Regions from separate parts of the Gossypium arboreum genome. Here region 1 is linked to region 2. Evidence: chromatin contacts called from public Hi-C data. All regions are on one chromosome and are shown on one strand. Each heading gives the region's core, a stretch centred on a gene start, on an enhancer-like site or on the middle of the called end of the contact. The rest is flanking DNA. Distances are from core to core; before and after follow the strand shown. Region 1 holds the start of LOC108479225 (fructose-bisphosphate aldolase 1, chloroplastic-like). Region 2 holds the start of LOC108479881 (GDP-mannose 4,6 dehydratase 2).

The links. Hi-C and Micro-C count contacts between places; a contact is called where the count stands out from the background.
Region 1: a contact with region 2 is called in a Hi-C map of leaf, with 2.2 times the contacts expected there. The contact joins the promoter of LOC108479225 here to the promoter of LOC108479881 in region 2. A contact is called at or near these places in 2 of 5 Hi-C or Micro-C datasets (both in leaf).

Annotation. Positions count from the first base shown.
Region 1 is chr12:14,530,190-14,532,889 of ASM2569848v2, reverse strand. LOC108479225 (fructose-bisphosphate aldolase 1, chloroplastic-like) reads left to right here and starts at 1,436. Exons shown (of 10, transcript NM_001330045.1): 1 at 1,436-1,680; 2 at 1,802-2,071; 3 at 2,164-2,273; 4 at 2,438-2,528; 5 at 2,615-2,700. The coding sequence starts at 1,510. It overlaps LOC108479226 (protein CHAPERONE-LIKE PROTEIN OF POR1, chloroplastic), which reads left to right. Exons shown (of 5, transcript XM_053022460.1): 5 at 1-249. The coding sequence ends at 17.
Region 2 is chr12:14,254,573-14,257,272 of ASM2569848v2, reverse strand. It overlaps LOC108479881 (GDP-mannose 4,6 dehydratase 2), which reads right to left and starts at 1,416. Exons shown (of 1, transcript XM_017782719.2): 1 at 1-1,416. The coding sequence starts at 1,085.

The DNA of each region.
Region 1 (2,700 bases), core at 187-2,686, 280 kb before region 2:
CTACATATCTTAAGTAGTGCTAAAGCACCAGGTTTTCTTATTATAAACTCCCAATTTTGAAGTAATGGATAACCAAAGATTTTCTTGGTAGTAGCTCATTGATCATGTTATTTTAGCTTATGAGAGCTGTGTCATATTTCTACTTTGGGCATTGATACTAAAGCATAGTTTGTGGATAATTTTTTTTTTGTTGACTGGTAAAAAATGTAAAACCAGTTCAAAGTAAAGATAGGTTGTTGATTTTCTGAATTGTGGTTTCTTATATGCTTTTACTTCTTGTTCTTTTCCCATCTTTGTGACTAAGATTCTAAATTGCCATGGAATCTTTCTCTAGATTTTCTTTTTTTTTATATGAACAGAGAATTTGTTTGTGGGGTTGAGAATTGGTTAGACAGAAGTTTATATGCTTTACTTGAATAACCTGAGCTCTAAGATGCCCCAGAGATTTAGCGGCTAAGAATAGCTGTGGGATTGTTCATAAGTGTTTTGAGGATTTTTAGTTGCATGGTGTCTGAATCTGTTCCACAATGACTCCTTGATGTCCTTTGAGGAGCTTTTCTCTTCTCCACAATCAATGGTGTCTGCTTATTTGTTTTATTAGTTGCATTTTCCATATGCATACAGTTGCCAGATCTTTAGATTATGGGGCCTATGATGTCTACAAGAGAATTGCTTGGTCATTAGCTCACTTCTGCAGCTTGAGGTAACCAATGAGGCTACCACTGATTCTTTACCGCTTCCCCTTACAATCGCTAGAGAATTGATTGAAAACTGTCCTTGTCAGACAAGTTTGCACCTTGTCGTAAGGCTGCAGAATTAGTGGTCCCTGGCCACCTGTTGCTTCGAAATACTATACTATACTATACGTGTTTTTGGTGCATGTAGAAGAGGTGCTTCAAGCATTGAGACTATTGTCATTTATTTATGTTCATCTTCACTTCCCATCAGCATGTTTGTAACCAGGAGACTCTACAACTTGATTTCTTTATTTGAAAGATAATGAATGCATCAAATTGGTTTCGAGCAGGAAGTTAATTTGCTGGCTAATCAGAAGAAAAATATAAATATTCCAAAGGTGTTTACAACCCTTTTAGTAGGTTGTCTGCATCTTGCCTTTTGGGTGATTTTAAGAAAGAAAAAAACTCAAAATAATAACAAACAAAAATCAAACAGCTACAAAAAAGATCAGGGTTTTGGCATTGATTTCATTTTTATTTTCCTGGTTTTACAAATTTTAGAAAATTAAACCTTTTATTTCAAGACACAAATTCCACAAGATATGTATGTCTTAAACCCCTACCTCACAATCACATCAGCCACACCTCTGCCATACCAAGTTGCCAAGTAAGCATCCATCATGTCAGTTGATGATTGGCCCATGTATAACAGCCTCATGCAAGATATCTCTTGGCAGGGGCTAGCAACTATAATTTAGAGAATTGGAGCTTAAACGTTGTGTCAAAAAAGCTTGAGCTGAGAGATAAGAGAAAGCACTGAAAAAGCAAAACCATGGCCTCTGCTTCTCTCCTCAAGACTTCACCAGTTTTAGACAAGTCTGAGTGGGTTAAGGGTCACACCCTTCGCCAACCTTCCACTTCTGTGGTGAGGTGCCACCCTGTTGCACCCTCCGGACTAACTGTGCGTGCAAGCTCATATGCCGATGAGCTTGTCAAGACTGCTGTAAGTGTTCATATAGTTCTAAGCTCTTCCACAATTTGCTCAAGATATATGCTAATACTAAGAAACTGAGCATTTGCTGAAAGAAAGAACAATGATTTTACTAATTGTTGGATGTTTGTAGAAAGCTATTGCTTCTCCTGGCCGTGGAATTTTGGCCATGGATGAGTCCAACGCTACCTGTGGGAAACGTTTGGCCTCAATCGGGCTAGAAAACACGGAGGCTAACCGCCAAGCCTACAGGACGTTGCTTGTTTCAGCTCCTGGCCTTGGTCAGTACATCTCAGGTGCCATCCTCTTTGAGGAAACCCTCTATCAAACCACAATTGATGGCAAGAAGATGGTTGATGTTCTTGTTGAGCAGAACATAGTCCCTGGTATCAAGGTCGACAAGGTAAATCTCATGTCCCATTTTATGGAGGAACATCTGGTTTTTATTTCTAAGTTGTATATGTTACTAGGAGCATGATAATATAAACCCTACAGGGTCTTGTTCCACTGGCTGGTTCAAACAACGAGTCATGGTGCCAAGGTCTTGATGGCCTCGCTCCACGTTCAGCTGCATACTACCAACAAGGAGCTCGTTTTGCAAAATGGTGAGGTTTTTATTCATATGGCCCTCCGTTCGAAAATTTTTCAGATTTCCGTTAGCGTTTCCCTTGTGTTATCCATACAGACAAGTGACATAAGGATTACATACATATATTCTCATTCATTCGTTATGTTTATGCTATTAGTATGCTTCCAAATGTTATTATAGGCGTACTGTGGTAAGCATTCCCAATGGACCAACCGAACTTGCTGTGAAGGAAGCAGCCTGGGGACTTGCTCGCTATGCCGCCATCTCTCAGGTAAGATGAACTAAATTTTATCACAGTACTGTCTCAATTGCATTTTCTTTGGCACTAGATAATCTTTTGGATGTTTGGTCATGCAGGACAATGGATTGGTTCCAATTGTTGAGCCAGAGATCTTGCTTGATGGTGATCACGGAATTGACAGGACTTTCGAAGTAGCCAAAAA
Region 2 (2,700 bases), core at 167-2,666:
GGTTGTTGCTGGGCATCCATGTAACCAGCATCAACTAACACTTTCTCTCTCTTAGCCATCTCAATATCTTCATCAACCATCATCTTCACCAATTGCTCAAACCCAACTCTGGGTTTCCACCCAAGAACCTTTCTTGCTTTTCTTGAATCACCTTTCAAATTATCCACCTCGGCCGGCCTAAAATACCTCTTATCAATCACCACATGATCTTTCCACTTCAACCCAACATAACTGAATGCCACTTCTAGAAACTCCTCCACCGTATGTGACTCCTCCGTTGCCACCACGTAATCGTCGGGCTTCTCTTGTTGCAGCATCATCCACATAGCTTCCACGTAATCCCCGGCAAAACCCCAGTCCCTAGAAGCTTGTAGATTCCCCAAAAACAACTTGCTCTGTAACCCAATCTTTATCCTGCCAACGGCCCGAGTAATTTTCCGGGTCACGAAATTCTCTCCTCTCCTCGGCGACTCGTGATTAAACAGAATTCCATTACAGGCGAAAATCCCGTACGCTTCCCTGTAATTGACAGTGTACCAATGCGCAGCGCATTTGGAAGCCGCGTATGGAGATCTGGGGTGAAACGGGGAAGCTTCAGATTGAGGCGGAGGAGTGGATCCGAACATTTCTGACGATCCAGCTTGGTAATACTTGATATGGGTCCGACCCGTGTCGGCAATATGGGATCGAACGGCTTCCAACAAACGGAGGGCTCCCGTAGCCACCACGTCGGCAGTGTAATCAGGGATTTCAAAAGAGACGGCTACGTGGGATTGGGCAGCCAGATTGTAAACTTCATCGGGTCGGATAGTGTCGAGCCAACGACGAAGAGAGGAAGCGTCGGTGAGGTCAGCGTAATGGAGCTTCATCCGAGCCTTGTGGGCGTTGTGGGGGTCGATGTAGATGTGGTTAATCCGCTGCGTGTTGAAGTTGGAAGAGCGGCGGATCAAGCCATGGACTTCGTAACCTTTGTTGAGGAGGAACTCGGTGAGGTATGAGCCATCTTGACCGGTGATGCCAGTGATCAACGCGATCCTGCGGCCAGAAATTGCGTCGCCCTTGGAACTCTCATTTTCGCTCGCCATTTTGGAGTTCAAAATAGATAAAAAGGGAAGAAGACAGGGTTTCTGAGTTTCAGTGGTTTTAGCGATAAGTGGGCTGGTTTGGTAGGGGAGAAAGAAGATCAGGATACAATGGTCAATTACAATATCCTTGCGAGGTTAGCTAGAATATGATCCATTTTAAACCGTCTATATATGTTTTTCTTTTTATTAATATTATATTTTTTGAGCCAAAACTATTTCTATTTTTGTTTTAGATTTATAATTCTCCTCCTCAATCATTTAGATAAAATCAATTTCATATGTACAAAATATAAGTTAAATTTAAATACACAACTTTTATATATAATTAGATTATAACATATATGTAGAAATTATATTTACGGAAAATTTATATAAAACTTTAATTAAAGCGATAAAGTTAAATCGTTAAAGATTAGTACCCTCTACACTCGATTCAAATGGTGATTGTCACATTTCGTTGTTGGAGCAACACAAACTATTTTCATTCATTTTGGTTGAAAACAAACCAATAAATGTGGTATAATTCATAAGTTTCAAGTTATACAAATGAAATACTTATATGTGAGATCAAATGGGCCCACACAATAATCTAGGGTCATATGAAGTTAAACATAGAGTCACGATACGAATCATAATTCAAATTATCAAAATGGAAGGTTTTGGCTCAAGATAATGAAGTCATGTCTCAAGACATGTCTTCTCTATTTTAGACCCATAGTTTCGAAGTATATTAGATAGAGTAGTCGAACAAAAATATAAAAAAAGTGGAAATTTGAGTAAAATGTGTAGAGTATAGTGGTATGTGCTTGAGAATGATAAATGGTCACTATTGGTATCAAGTGAATTATGGCTAAGTGTAAAAGTAAAATTGTACAAATAGATGTGATTATGTAAACTATGTCGAGAAGTGATTTAATCTTAATAAGTGAATATATGAAATGATTATTGAGTGTTAATGGAAATTGCTCAATAAGCTTTTAAAAAGTTTGAAAAGTGATTACTATATGAACCTTTGAAGTGGTCAAGTGATTAAAAATTGCTTTAATAGACTAAATAGAATAATTAAGGCATACCATGAATGTACACATTTATTTATTGAAGATAACGAAATATGTCTTATAGGATGGCACACAAGTACACGGTAACCATTTTTTCAGGGTGTTTGCATTGATGCGCTATTAGCACAATACGTGTCAGGGTATTCAATTGGAACCCCAAATATCCTATTTGCATTGTATGCATGTCTTGCTATACAAAGTAAAAGAGGGAATGATATACTTTAAATGCGGGACTATTGACTAAAGAAGGTATATAGTGAAACAAGGGTGATGGGCTTTAAAATTCCTGCTTGTTGATGCAAGTTAAGATCCTCCAAGCTCGTTCATGGCCAATATTCACGTTCTTGAATTAAGATTTTCAAGAATTGAAATCTGTTGATATTTGTCTAAGATTTGGTTTATTGATTTTCTTGGAACCAAAATTCGAAATCTTGATGGCCTTTAAGCTCGAACTCCATCCCTTAAGTCACGAATTCTTGCACGAACACAATCAATTTAGCTCAGATTGCTTGGTCTTTGATCTTGTAATTAAGTCCATCACTTGAATGAGCTGGAAT